Regions from separate parts of the Sus scrofa genome. Here region 1 is linked to region 2. The links are chromatin contacts, called in public Hi-C maps. All regions are on one chromosome and are shown on one strand. Each heading gives the region's core, a stretch centred on a gene start, on an enhancer-like site or on the middle of the called end of the contact. The rest is flanking DNA. Distances are from core to core; before and after follow the strand shown. Region 1 holds the start of SOAT2 (sterol O-acyltransferase 2). Region 2 holds the start of KRT8 (keratin 8).

The links. A called contact is a pair of places that touch in the nucleus more often than the background predicts.
Region 1: a Hi-C map of embryonic fibroblasts shows a contact between it and region 2, with 2.9 times the contacts expected there. The contact joins the promoter of SOAT2 here to the promoter of KRT8 in region 2. A contact is called at or near these places in 5 of 47 Hi-C or Micro-C datasets (embryonic fibroblasts, epiblast stem cells, liver and 1 more).

Annotation. Positions count from the first base shown.
Region 1 is chr5:18,353,610-18,360,491 of Sscrofa11.1, forward strand. SOAT2 (sterol O-acyltransferase 2) reads left to right here and starts at 5,332. Exons shown (of 15, transcript XM_021091697.1): 1 at 5,332-5,636; 2 at 6,589-6,644. The coding sequence starts at 5,516. IGFBP6 (insulin like growth factor binding protein 6) reads left to right here. Exons shown (of 4, transcript NM_001100190.1): 1 at 1-170; 2 at 2,096-2,235; 3 at 2,394-2,513; 4 at 3,293-3,611. The coding sequence ends at 3,415.
Region 2 is chr5:18,176,495-18,183,488 of Sscrofa11.1, forward strand. It overlaps KRT8 (keratin 8), which reads right to left and starts at 3,783. Exons shown (of 9, transcript NM_001159615.1): 1 at 3,374-3,783; 2 at 430-638. The coding sequence starts at 3,721.

The sequences.
Region 1 (6,882 bases), core at 4,082-6,581, 180 kb after region 2:
GGGCTGTGCGGAAGCTGGGGGCTGTCTCAGGAGGGAAGGGCAGCAGTGCGGGGTCTACACTCCTAACTGCGCTCCAGGACTGCAGTGCCAGCCGCCGGAGGAAGATCAGGCGCCTTTGCGGGCGCTGCTGCTGGGCCGGGGCCGCTGTCGCCGGGCTCGCACGCCCTCGGGTGAGTCCGCGCCCCGCCCCTGCCCCGCCCACGTGAGACCCGCAGATCTGCAGACAGGGTCCTGGAGGGATGCACGACGGCACTACTGCAAGCCTCAGTGTCTTGCAAGTCTGCAGAATGATGCTTCCTCCTCCAATCCTGGAGCGCACATTTTTCCGGGAGAAGCTAGAGGTCTAGGGTGCGGCCAGGGGCCCTGCGGATAAAGCAGGGAGGTGTCAGCCACCAATGCTTTTTTTGTCCCCTCTATTGTCTCTTGAGGAGAAAGGTTTAGGGACATACCACAGCGGCCCAGCTCCTTCAGCCCTAGACCTCCAAGCTGGAGAAAGGACCCCGATATTGTTTCCAGGTTCCACTTAGAGAAAGAGGGAAGATAACTCCAGGCTCCCAAATCCTGCACACACTGAAAGATATCTCCTCTTAATATCAGAGGGGCCAAAGCACCTGGACATGGGATAGAGAATAGAAGATGGCTCAAATCCAGAGTTGTTTCAGACTAGACTAGGGACAGAGGGCAGGGGCTGGGGACCCCTACAGGGAGGGGGCGGAAGGGGGGAGGCTAGGATAGAGGTGGGAAAAGAAGGAATCTGCCAGATCCAGAGTTATGATTTAAAGCTTCTCATAACCCTCCACCCATCCCACCCCACCCTAACCCAGACAGGAGAATAGAAGGCTGAGTCATTGGGTGGGTGGGACAGAAGTGAGTCAGAACCTGAAAGATGGGGGGAAGCAGGGAGTTGGGGAGAGCAGGAAATGAGAATGGCCCCCACCCCAGGGGCATCTGGGGTTTCTTTGAAGGGAAAGGATGGCAAATCAACTTGATTTTTCTTTCATTCCGAAAGGCTTGGGTCCAGGCTGCTAGGGGTCCTCCTAGAAAGGGTTGATCTGGGTGGGTCAAAGGAGGGACCCGGAGCATGGTCACAGTAGGATGCTGAATAGAGGGAATGAGGGACAAAGTCTGAGGAGTGTGGAGGATGAGGGGTCAGACTCAGGATTTGCAGCAGAAGTGGTTCTTGGGTTTGGAGGAGTAGGGGGAGCAACTGTCCAGGTTTGAGGGTCGGCGACTGAGCAGAGCTTGTCTTTGGACCTGGAGAGGGAAAGTCGGTCACTTCAGGGCTCATACGATCTCATTTTACAGCTGGGGCAAATTCCAAGCCGTGCCTGCTCTTCTCCCTGTCTTTTCTTCATCCTACTCCCGGACTCTCCCCTCCCATCCCAAGCTCTCCCCAAGCCCCCCAGTACCATGTGTGAAACTTTCTCCAGAGTCAGAAACAGCCTGAAGGCTGGAAGCCCCTCATCCCTGCACTTTTGCAACTTGCCTGCGCCCTCCCCCCCCCCCCTTAAGGGCTGAATCACACAGGCTCCTGGGACCAGTGGGGTTGAGCTGGGCTGAGCCTCAGGAAACCAGAAGAGAGAGGCCCCACTGCAGCGCCCCCAAAGTAACCATGTCTCAGGCCTGGGAAGGGTGGGCTGAATCACAGCAGGGTCACAGCGGGGACACACATTCCACTTGGGTCCCTGCTGACCCCCTCTGGCGGCCATTGCTCTTCTGCCCCATCTCCCTGGCTTGGGGCACCCCCTGCTGGCGTCTGGTGGAACTGCCAGGTCTTTCCACCCAAAGCTCAGGGCCTCTCAATTTTTTTTTATTCTGATTTATATTTCTTTGATTTTTTAAAAATTGACTTTTAATTGATTTTTTGCTTTTCGAAAGGCTTTTCCCTTATAAACCTTAACACTAGTCTGGAGATATTGTCAGGAAAGGTAATGTCACCATTTGTCAGAAAAAGAAACTGAGGCCAGGAGGGGGTGAAGCCAACTTCTTAACCCCATCACTACTCTGGAAGCCCTGCTAGTTTCCACTTGGCTGTGGTCTTTGACATCTGGTTGATTTCCAGCCTCTTCTTCCTCCGTTCATCTTGTGGCTGTAGGGGAGAATCCTAAGGAGAGTAAGCCCCAAGCAGGGACCACGCGCTCGCAGGACGTGAACCGCAGGGACCCACAGAAGAGTCCGGGGACCTCTACCACTCCCTCCCGGCCCAATCCTGGGGGCGTCCAAGACACTGAGATGGTGCGTTTGGGGCTGGGAAGGAGCAGGAGGGGTGGGGAGCCCTGGAGAGTCCCATCTGAGACTGATCCCTTGGGCTTGGAGAAGTCACTCATGTGGATCCTGGGAGCCTGGTTGGGGGAGGCCAGCAGGCGCTGCAGTGGAGCTGTTGCTTCTTCCAGGGCCCTTGCCGCAGACATCTGGACTCAGTGCTGCAGCAACTCCAGACCGAGGTCTTCCGAGGGGCCCACACCCTCTACGTGCCTAATTGTGACCACCGGGGCTTCTATCGGAAGCGGCAGGTGAGGCCATTTCTCTCCTCTCTTGGTCCATCTGTTCATCCCAGCTCCTACCTGGGGTTGGATGCATGGGGTGGGGGGCTTATGGAGTGACAGAAATAAGACACAGCCCCTATTTTAGGAATCTCCCAACTTTAGGGCCCACACAGACATAGAGAATAACCAACAGCAGCAGTAGGAGAGGAGTTAGACTGCCTAAGTAGTGCCTGACTCAGAGGCTCACAAACTCGAGGGGCCTGAGAACCCACTTAGAGGGCTGTGAACACAAATGGCTGAGCCCTGCCTGCAGAGCTGGAGAATTTACATTTTTTTTTTTTTCTTTTTTGGCCGCCCCCATGGCACATGGAGTTCCCGGCCAGAGAGCAGATGATCCAAGCTGCAGTTGCAACCTAAGCCAAAGCTGCGCCAATGCCGGATCCGTAACCCCCTGTGCCAGGCCAGGGATTGAACCTGTGTCCTAGCACTCCCAAGACTGCCGATCCCTTGAGCTACAGCAGAAACTATGAGAATTTACATTCTAAGGCAGTCTCTAGTGATGCTGATGCTTGGGAACCACGCTTGGAGAACTGCTCTTTTGGCCTAGAAGTATGGCCACAGTTTGGTGGGTGGGGAAGAGAAGCCAAGGGAGGGAACCCAGCGGGCCTCCCTGTCCTGAGAAGGCTCAGACTTAGACTACGACCCAGGCTCAGGAGTCCAAGGAGAATCCCCAACCCATGGGGCCCCTCCCCTCCCTCCTGCCAGAGCCTTGGCCAAACCTCTGATCCCTGCGCCTCTCTCTCCAGTGCCGCTCCTCCCAGGGACAGCGCCGAGGTCCCTGCTGGTGTGTGGATCGGATGGGCCAGCCCCTGGCCGGGTCCCCAGATGGTGATGGAAACGCCCCCTGCCCCTCCGGGAGCAGCGGCTAAGGCTGGGTGGGAGGCTGCAGGGCCACCGGCAGGAGCGTGGGGCCATCATCTTGGGTTATTTGTTGAGTGATGAGTAACTCGGAGGCCCAGCACTCTACCTTCTGGCCCTGCCACATTGTCCCCCTCACCCCAGGACCTCACGCATGGAAAGATTGTTGGTGTTGGCGTGGGGTATTAATAAAGCCGTGTTGGGGTCTCTGGCTTATGTCTCTTCTGTGTTCACCTCCCACATTTCTGGAGTCGCTGTCCCTCCTCCCTACATCACCCCCATCCCATCCAGCCCCCGCAGCCACCCTCTTCTCCTGTGGACTGCATTTGGTCCTTCCCACCACACTTGGAATGGCAGGGACAGCCACTGGCAGAGGTTTCCTGGCCTCACGTCTCATCCAACCACCCACCACCACGGAGGGAGAGGCCGAAGGTGGGGGCAGGGAGAGGCCATGGCCTTGGTCTGAGGTCCTGACCTTGTTTCTAAGACTGATCTTTGGACACAAAGGGAGAGGAAGGATTAATAGTTAATCCCCAGCAGGAGCCCAACAAAGAGGAACTCTCAAGGGGAAGGAAACTATTTTTTTTTTTTTCCCACTGTACAGCAAGGGGGTCAGGTTATCCTTACATGTATACATTACAATTACATTTTTCCCCCCACCCTTTCTTCTGTTGCAACATGAGTATCTAGACAAAGTTCTCAATGCTATTCAGCAGGATCTCCTTGTAAATCTATTCTAAGTTGTGTCTGATAAGCCCAAGCTCCCGATCCCTCCCCCTCCCATCAGGCAGCCACAAGTCTCTTCTCCAAGTCCATGATTTTCTTTTCTGAGGAGATGTTCATTTGTGCTGGATATTAGATTCCAGTTATAAGTGATATCATATGGTATTTGTCTTTGTCTTTCTGGCTCATTTCACTCAGGATGAGATTCTCTAGTTCCATCCATGTTGCTGCAAATGGCATTATTTCATTCTTTTTTATGGCTGAGTAGTATTCCATTGTGTATATATACCACTCTTCCGAATCCAATCATCTGTCGATGGACATTTGGGTTGTTTCCATGTCTTGGCTATTGTGAATAGTGCTGCAATGAATATGCGGGTGCACGTGTCTCTTTTAAGTAGAGTTTTGTCCGGATAGATGCCCAAGAGTGGGATTGCGGGGTCATATGGAAGTTCTATGTATAGATTTCTAAGGTAGGAAGGAAACTATTATTTATTGAGCTCTTGCCCTGAACCAGGCCCTGGACTGCCTGCTTTTCCTTGGACTACCTCAGTTGGTGCTTACAGTAGCCCCGTGAGGTAGAGACTGGTGCCTGTTTTTCACAGGAGAAACCCGTAGCTTAAACTATATGGGTTATTTGCCTGAAGATCCACAGCCAGTAAATGATCAACGAGGGAGGATTTAAATCTGGTTCTTCCATATGTGACAGCACCTGGTATTCCTCAGGTGCTGAATAAGTGCACCTGGTATTCCTCAGGTGCTGAATAAGTGCTTGTTTTGCCTCCTGTTGGCCTACCGCCTAAGCTCAGCAGGTGGAGGGAGGAGCCATTGTGCAAGGGGCCCTGGTACCTAGCACTTCCTGGAGGGGCCACGGCACCACCTGTTGTCACAGGTGCCAAGCTCATCAGGATAGAAACCCCACGTACACAAAGAGTCAGAGTCATCAGCAAGTTTCTTGCACACACCTTATCATGGTCTAAGGGAGCTGAGAGCACCGATCCCTGCAGATATTTCTGGCTCCTTCCTGACCTTCAGCCTACTGGAAAGAGATTGGAAGGATGCCAGGCCAGGTGATAAGCCTCAGAGAGGCGAGGTCGCCTCCCCACGACTTGCATGGGTGTCGAGAGCCCACCATTCCTGTGGGAGGGAGATGGGCCCATGGGCGGAGGTTGGGCTATTTGTTGGGGGGTTGTGTCCATGCCTGTGACAGCCAGCAGAGCGGAGCCAGGGCTGAGATGGTGCTGACTTCCTGGATAACCTCTAAACCCCTCCTCCTGAAAGGACTTTGGAGCTGTTAGAGGAGCCGAGGGAGATAAGAGCGTGGCCAGGCAAGCTTGAAGGAAGGGAGGGAACGCTCACTGGCCACCACTGCCTGGTGAAGACACATCATGGAGCCCAGGGCAGCCCAGCTGCGGCAGAGAGGAGGGCTAGGAAAAGAGCAGGAGGACCAGCCCTGCAGAGAAGGGGAGCCCCGATCTGGGAGTGCAGATCGCCCAGGTGGGGTTGGAGGTGGGCATACGCTGTCAGAGGGGGCTCCTGCTGTTTATCTTCACTCCTTCTTGCTGTTCTGGGACAGACCCAGCTTCTGCCCCCTAACGACCCAGCTTCTGCCACCTAACGAGCCAGTTGGGGAGGGGAGGAGAGAAGGGATATTCAGTGCTTTGCCGTATCTTTTTGACTCTTTCACCTGAGTGGGTGATCAGAATAGCTTCCTGGAGTTTCCGCTCTGGCTCAGAGGCTAACAAACCCGACTAGAATCCATGAGGATGCCGGTTCGATCCCTGGCCTTTCTCAGTGGGTTAAAGATCCAGCGTTGCCCTGAGCTGTGGTGTAGGTGGCAGACGTGGTTCAGATTTGAGTTGTTGTGGCTGTGGCGTAGGCTGGTAGCTACAGCTCTGATTCTACCCTTAGCCTGGGAACCTCCATATACTGCGAGTGCAGCCCTAAAGCGACAAGAGATAAAAAAGAGAGAGAGCGAGAATAGCTTCCTGCTCCCTGGGTCCCCGTTTCTAGTAATGTGATCAGGCTCCTTGCTTGCCAGGGGCCTCCTCATCCCCCTGCAAAAATAACTTCCCCAGAGTTCCCATTGTGGCTCAGCAGGTTAAGAACCCGACTGGTATCCAAGAGGATGTGGGTTCGATCCCTGGCCTCGATCAGTGGGTTAAGGATCTGGTGTTGCTGTGGCTGTAGTGTAGGCTGGCTGCTGCAGCTCTGATTCAACCCTTAGCCCCAGGAACTTCCATATGCCACAAATTTGGCCCTAAAAAGCAAAAAGCAAACAAACGAAAACTTCCCCTTCTGATTGCCTGCCACCCCCCTCTGATGATACTAGATATTGACTGTTGGCTGGGAGGCGGGGAGGCTGCTGAGCACACAGAAAGCACTGCCTGGACACAGGATGCCTCTGGGTTTGCACAAGGCAACAGAACCCTAACTCTTCCCCTTTGACCCCATCTCCTAGGAAACAATGAGACACACAGAGGCCCAGATTTGGTACAATGGACCCGGCATATGCAGGTGAGGTCAGAGGTCAACATGGACAGGTCCTAGAGTAAAGGGAGGAAGGGGTGGGGACTGGCTGGGTGATAAAGACAATTTGTTTTTGGGTTCAGCCCTCGCGGATCCGGGGTTAAGACGGAAGAGTTTGAAAGGCAGGTTATCAGGGCAGGGGTCCAAAGTCAGCCTGTGAACAGTCTTCTGATGGCAGGGCTAGAGGTCAGGACAGGGAAGAGAGTGGGGTCAGAGATAATGCAGT
Region 2 (6,994 bases), core at 2,533-5,032:
AGCTCAGTGGTTAACGAATCCGACCAGGAACTATGAGGTTGCAGGTTCGATCCCTGGCCTTGCTCCATGGGTTAAGGATCCGGCGTTGCCGTGAGCTGTGGTGTAGGTGGCAGACGCAGGTCGGATCCCGCATTGATGTGGCTCTGGCGTAGACCAGCAGCTACAGCTCCGATTGGACCCCGAGCCTGGGAACCTCCATGTGCCGCAGGAGTGGCCCTAGAAAAGGCAAAAAGACAAAAAAAAAAAAATTACCCTGGGACAGTGGACACAAATGTCGACTGTCTGGAGAACACCTGTCCAGTGGTCCCCCGAATTATGTAGGGCTGCAGTGACCAACAAGCAGAGGGGCCTTGGGGTCTTAGGCTTCGGGTCCCAAGGGGGGTGGGGGGCAGGGCAGGATGACTTCCGGTGGGGAGGAGGGAGGCTCACTTGTTCTTGAAGTCCTCCACCAGGCCCTGCATGTTGCCAAGCTCCACCTCCAGCTTCAGCTTCTCCTGGGCCAGGGTTTCCAGCTGCCGCCGGAGGTTGTTGATATAGCTCTCGAACATGTTGTCGATGTTGCTCCGGGCCGTCTTCTGCTGCTGCAGGAGGTTCCATTTGGTCTCCAGAACCTTGTTCTGCTGCTCCAGGTGCCGCACCTGCATACGAGCAAAAAGATCCACATCGCATATCAGGACAGGGCTCAAGGTCTAGGCTGAAGCAAGCACTGTCTTTTCCCCTAATCTACTCCCCAAGCAGTGTGGGGGGGTGTCTCTGGAACCCCAGAATCTGTTGGGCTGTTCTGGGGGGGAATTACCTATGATCTGAGAGAGCATGGGCAGTGGGGTACAGAGCCGTGTCCCTCTAGGGCTGGGCTGGGGGTAGCTAGCGGGCATATTGAAGCTCTCTTTAGGGATCAAATAGATCCTATTGACTTAGATTGTATATTACAGGTCAATAAAAGTAGCCACGTTTTGAGTAACATTTTATATATGATTGAAAAAGAAAATATAGGTGGTTTATATCAAATAATATTGACATCGCCATTATGATTTGGAGTGGCCTGGAGGGACTCAACGATGATGGGGAAACTCTAGCCCTACCACCTGGACAGCGTTGGCCACAAGACCAAGGTTTTAGCCAAACACTGCTACTGACCTTGAGCTGCCTCCCCTCTCCGGGCCTGGTCTCTTCAACCCGACAATAGCCTGGAAGTACTCAGGCAGACCCTATCAGGAGCCCCACTTCTGTGCAGAAGTCACTTTTAGCCAAGAAAGAGGCAAGAAGCTAGGGAAATCCGTTTGCAAACTGAAGACACCCTCCTCCCCACAGCCCTCGGAGTTCTCCAACATCCAAGCCCACCCTACCCCCCTCCACCCCGAATCTGCAACCCTCTTCTGCCCTAAACACAGAGGTCCTCAGTTCCCTGAGCTCAAGGAATCTAGATTTCAGGACAAAATTAAGGCCTGTGGGACGGGAAATTTTGAAAAAGAATCATAGGCTGATTCCAAAAAGAGGACTGCATTTCGCTTAATCAACCCCAAGTTCAACTTTAAAAATGGGAGGACTCAGAAGAGAAGATTGCCTTAAGGGTCTGGTCCAGAGCCAGCGAAGCCCTCTCTGTAAATCCCTTTCTTCCCCAGCTCATTCTGCCCCCAAATTATTTAAAAAATAAGTGACGTTAGGAGTTCCCACTGTGGTGCAGTGGAAATGAATCTGACTAGTAACCTTGAGGTCGAGGGTTCAATCCCTGGTCTTGCTCAGTGGGTTAAGGATCTGGCAATGCCGTGAGCTGTGGTGTGGCTCACAGATGCAGCTCGGATCCTGCATTGCTGTGGCTCTGGCGTAGGCCAGTGGCTGTAGCTCCAATTAGACCCCTAACCTGGGAACCTCCATATGCTGCAGGTGTGGCCCTAAAAAGCAAAAAAAAAATAAATAAATAAGTGATTTTTACCTTGTAGCCTTATTGGAGTGTTTAATGGGGACCAAGCACCGCTAAGCTCTTGACATACATTATTTGCTTGAAGAGGCAAAACCTCATTGATTTGGGGATCAGTGTGCCCATTTTACAGATGAGGAAATCAGATTTAGCAAAGTAGCCCATCAAAGGAAAGGGCAGGGCACGGGAACCAGGACTTGGGGCTCAGCCTGTGCTTACCTACTCACTGGGACCCCAGAGCTTGCAAAAGGCAGTCAAGGAGTCAAGGGTGTTTAAAACCAAGGCGGCAGCAAGCCCTCCCCAAACCACGGGAGGCCGGCTTCCTGGTCGGGGGAGGGGGGGAAGGCTCCAATTCCCAAAGGCTGAAATCTGCCCCAGGATTTCCCTCCCTCCGCTCCCACAAGGCCTCCCAGGAGCCAGCCAGCAGGGAGGGGCCGGTCCTCCCAGGAGCTGGGAGCCCTGGGGCCCCTGAGGCAGCAAACCCCCCAAGGCTGCAAAACCCGGCCTGGAGGTTTACCTGGGAGAGTGGAGCCAAGCCTTTGGGGCGGAGCCAGGGCAGGGGACAGTGAGAGGGGACAAGGGCCGAGCGGGGAGGGGCGTTGGCGGACAGACGCCTTATCTGAAGCCATAAACTCCGGAGTTTAACGGGACGTGAAACCCGGGTGGGGTGTCCCACGCCCCGCAGACTTTGAATCCTGGATGGGCTTTCCTGAAGCCAGCCCCTGGCGTCCCCCCACCCCACTCCGACACACCCACGCAACCCCAGATGCTATGAGCTCGGCAGGTGGAGGGGCAGATCTCCAGGACTTCGGGCCTCTGCCCCTCACCCCACGGTAGGGGCGGGTCTCTGCCCCGCCCGACCCCACCCACACGGCCGGTTCCAGCCCGGCCCAGGAATGAGTCTTACTGATGCCCCCCACACTGGGGCCCTGAGACGCCAAAGGCCTCGATCAATATTTGCCTGTTTGAATCAAGACACCTGCTTCCTTCTCCCAGAATCCTATCAAACCTCTGTTTATTTAAAAAAAAAAAAAAAAACTGAAGCACAGGGGCCCCACTGGGAAGCCCTTGAGGTGGCGCTAGGGAAGCAGAGTGAGCTCCCCTCCCAGCCCACAGCTGAAGAGCTGGGAGTCTACCAGGCTGGAGGCTTTACAGAGGGTCAGCCCTCTGTTGGGGTGAGGTGGGCCAGGGAGGGAAGGAGCCCCGAGATTGAGGGTCAGAAGCCGCCCAGACCCCGCCCCACCCGCAGCCCTTCCCCTGCCCAAACCAAAGTACACCCGGCAGGGCGGCGTTCTCAGCTGGAAGAGAAAGTGTTGCCAGGGTGGGTGGTGCCCAGCGGAAGGTGAGTAGTAGGGGCCTGGAGATGTGCCCACGAAGGGTGGGGTGACCAAGAGAAAGGGCTGGGATCCTGGACGGGGCCCCAGGCACAGCCAGCCACGCAGGGGGAGCTCTCACCTTGTCGATGAAGGAGGCAAACTTATTGTTGAGAGTCTTGATCTGCTCCTTCTCCTGGGTGCGCACGGCCTGGATGTTGGGGTCCACCTCCAGCTTAAGGGGGCTCAGCAGGCTCTGGTTCACTGTGACAGCTGTGATGCCTCCCAAGCCTGAGGGCCCACCGTAACCTCCAACCAGACTCATGCCAGAGCCCAGGCCACCCCGGAAGCTGCTGCTGCTGCTGCCCACCCGGGAGAAGGCCGAGGAGCTGATGCGGGTGCCCGGCCCGCTGGTGTAGGAGCGGCTGCTGAAGGACCGGGGGCCGGAGGTGGACACTTTGTAGGACTTCTGGGTCACCCGGATGGACATGGTGGAGGCTGGAGAGGAGGCGAGTAGGCCGGAGCAGAGATTCAAGGAGTCGAGAGCTGCTTCTCGGTGGGGGACAGCTCCCCGGATGGCCTTTTATACAAGAGAGCCCAGCCCCAAAGGAGGGGATCGGCCTTGTAGCTGAGTGGCTAGGCCCGAGGGGGCAGGGCCAAACCTGACACCTGCCACCTACAGGCTGGACTCAGGTGGGGGCAGCAGAGAGCTGCGCCCTCCCAGGAGCCCACTCCAGCACCACCCCCGGCCCAGGAAAGGGCCATTCCGGGAATGTGAACATGGAAGGGCTCTCTACCAGCCTCTACAGGTTTCCCGAAACAAAGGAACTTGCCTGGGGTCGCCCAGCCATGGCAACCCGGACTCCTGGGACTTATCTCCTTCCCTCGTGGGAAAGAAATTCTCAGACCGGGAAGCAGCAGGAAAGGGATCCCTGGCATTTGAGTCTCCCCTGAACGGGTGGACCCCCCCCCAAAGACACGACCCTGTGTTCTGGTCACTTTGAATGATGACCAAGTTCTGCCCAGGCTGAAGGACAGGGCATCCAGGTTCTGGATCCTTGAACCTGAGGTCAGCCATTTGCCCGGTCTCTCCTCAGTTACTGCTGTGCGTTCAGCACTTGGTGCAATGCCAGGGGTGGGAGGCTGGGTAAATATCTGCGGAATGAATGAACACACACACACACACACACACACACACGCTCTCTTCCCTCCGAGGCTGGAGGTGCAAGTCAAAGTGAGATCCAGCACAGCCCTTTCCTGGCCACAACCCTGTGTCTCCTTTCAAGATCCCAGGAGTCCCCCGGGCCAGGCTGCACACCACGAGCCTTGCTGAAAGGCCCAGAGAGGGATGAACAAGAGTTCGAGGGTGAGGTGGGGGCAGCTGCATGGGGGGGGTTCAATCTCCTCCCTTTCACTGCAGCTTGAGGGAGTCGTTCCCAGAGCTCCCCGGTGTGAATCACAGGAAGGGAGACAGGACTGCGGGGGAGGGGGATAGAGTGGGGGGCACCCATGGCGAGTCCACCTGCAGCCCCCTGGCCCCTCCTTCTCTTTCTCTTCCCAGGCCCCCAACTGGGAGAGGAGAGGGAAGAGTCCCTGCACCTGTCTCACCAAACCCATTATGAGAATGACTAAGGAGAGCGGGTCAGGGCACCGCGTGCACCTGCAGAAGGTTAGAGAATGGGGAGCTGAGTAAGGCACCCCAGGCCTGGGTGCGGCCAGGTGGGGCAGGCTGTGGGTGGAAAGCAGGAGGTTTAGGTCCCCGAGGCAGAGATTCCAGCTGCAGTTACCTAATGGCTGGGGCTGGATTCTCTGAACACTCCTGCAGGCCATGCCGTTGGGACTGGTGGTTGTTAAATAGAGATCCCCCCTCCCTGGGGGGAGAGAGGGAGGGGCGGCCCCCAGCCCCCAGCCCCAACCCAGGAAAGAGGGTGACTTTTACTGTGCACCTACCCGGAGGGCAGATGTGCAGGTTCCCCCCCATCTTTCTCCAGTGGCAACACCACGGGTTGCAGAGGACAGGCACCGAGACCCCTCCAGAGGGACAGTGAGACGCAGAAGCCCCCACCTTGGGGGACAGACAGAAATCCAAAAAGACAGACACACAGATAAGCTCCCCCCAGATCACACAGTAGGACACACTTTGAAGTCCCTTCCGGAAACACAATCCCAGAGATTCTCGGAGGGGACACAGTGACCACAGCCCTCTCTCCCCTCCCCTCTGCTCTCCTCCCCACCCTCCCCAGGCTCTGGCCTCCTGCCACACAGAACCAGGCAGAAGGAAATCCAGTCAGTACCTGTTTGTACCAGGCCCTCTCTCGGCCCCTTTAACAATGCTTTATTTTCCAAGGATCGATTTGAATGCAAGCGACCCCCCTCCCCAGCAAACACCCACACTGCACAGGGCAGAGGCTTCACCTTCCTGAGACCACAAGGAGGGGTGTGGGCCCGGTGCCAAATCAGGCACCGAGGAGGCGGAAGGGGAGAGGGAGGAGCTGGTCAGACAGGTCTGGCAGCCCCGGAGGGGGAGGACGACCCGCTGCCCACTTCTCCTCCCCCACACTGTGGTCCACACCTCTGTGGGGACCTGGGGGAGAGCCCTTACCTGAAGCCCTGAGCACAGAACTGCAACCCAGAGCCCTTCCTGAAACCTCAGCCCCTGGGCCCCCACCCGCCTGGTTCCCTGGTTCCAGGAGTGCCTTTTGTTTAAGAGAAGGACAAATCGGGCTACAAGGGACCCTGTGGTTTTCAGGCTACAGGGCCGGCCCAGATCTCACCTCTTTGCTGGGCAGCTCTGAACAATCCCTGGCCAGAAGTGTTTGCCTCTCACTTGTCAGTTCCCTATTGCCCAGAGACCCCAGCCAATCCCCCCACCCCATCCCCATGCCTCTGTGCCCCAAGCCCAGCGGGCTGGTGCTGCCCTCTCCAGGGGCCCCTGCCTGGGATTCCATGATGGAAGCAGGAGGAGGAGGTCCCAGGGAAGAGAAAACTGGACTGGGGTGGCCCACAGGGACCACTCCTTGTAAGGGTGTCTCTGGCCACTATGGTTCACACACCACTGCCCACCCAACAAAAGGGAAAGTGTTTTTTGGTGACTGCTTGGCCAGACTCTTCTGCTCCAAACTGCCTTGTGGAGGTCAGAAGAGGGAAGAGGAATTCCCGTTCTGGTGCAGCAGAAACGAAGCTGACTAGTAACCATGAAGTTGCCGGTTCAATCCCTGGCCTCACTCAGTGGGTTAAGGATCTGGCGTTGCTGTGGCTGTGGTGGAGGCTGGCAGCTGCAGCTGCGATTTGACCTCTAGCCTGGGAACCTCCATAGGCCGCGGGTGCAGCCCTAAAAAGCCAAAAGATAAATAAATAAATAAATAAATAAATGAAGAGGGAAGAAGAGACACTCGCCACTCGCCCCTCCACCCAGAGGGTGATGGCACAGGATGCCTCCGAGGTGGCCCTGAGACCCTCAGCGGCTGGGTCAAGGCTGAGGGCCCAGATGGGTGAGCAGGGTAGCCCTTGTCCCTACGTTGTCACTCACAGTCGTTGCCAGAGAGGGTCTGAACAAGTTCTTCTCAGTGATGGGGACCGTGACACAAAGACACCACATTCACAGAAGCACCATTCACAGCAGCCAAAATGGACGTGACACGCATGTCAACCAACTGACTGGAGAAACAAAATGTGGCATACCCAGGAGTTCCCATCGTGGCTCAGTGGTTAACGAATCCAACTAGGAACCATGAGGTTGTGGGTTCCATCCCTGGCCTCGCTC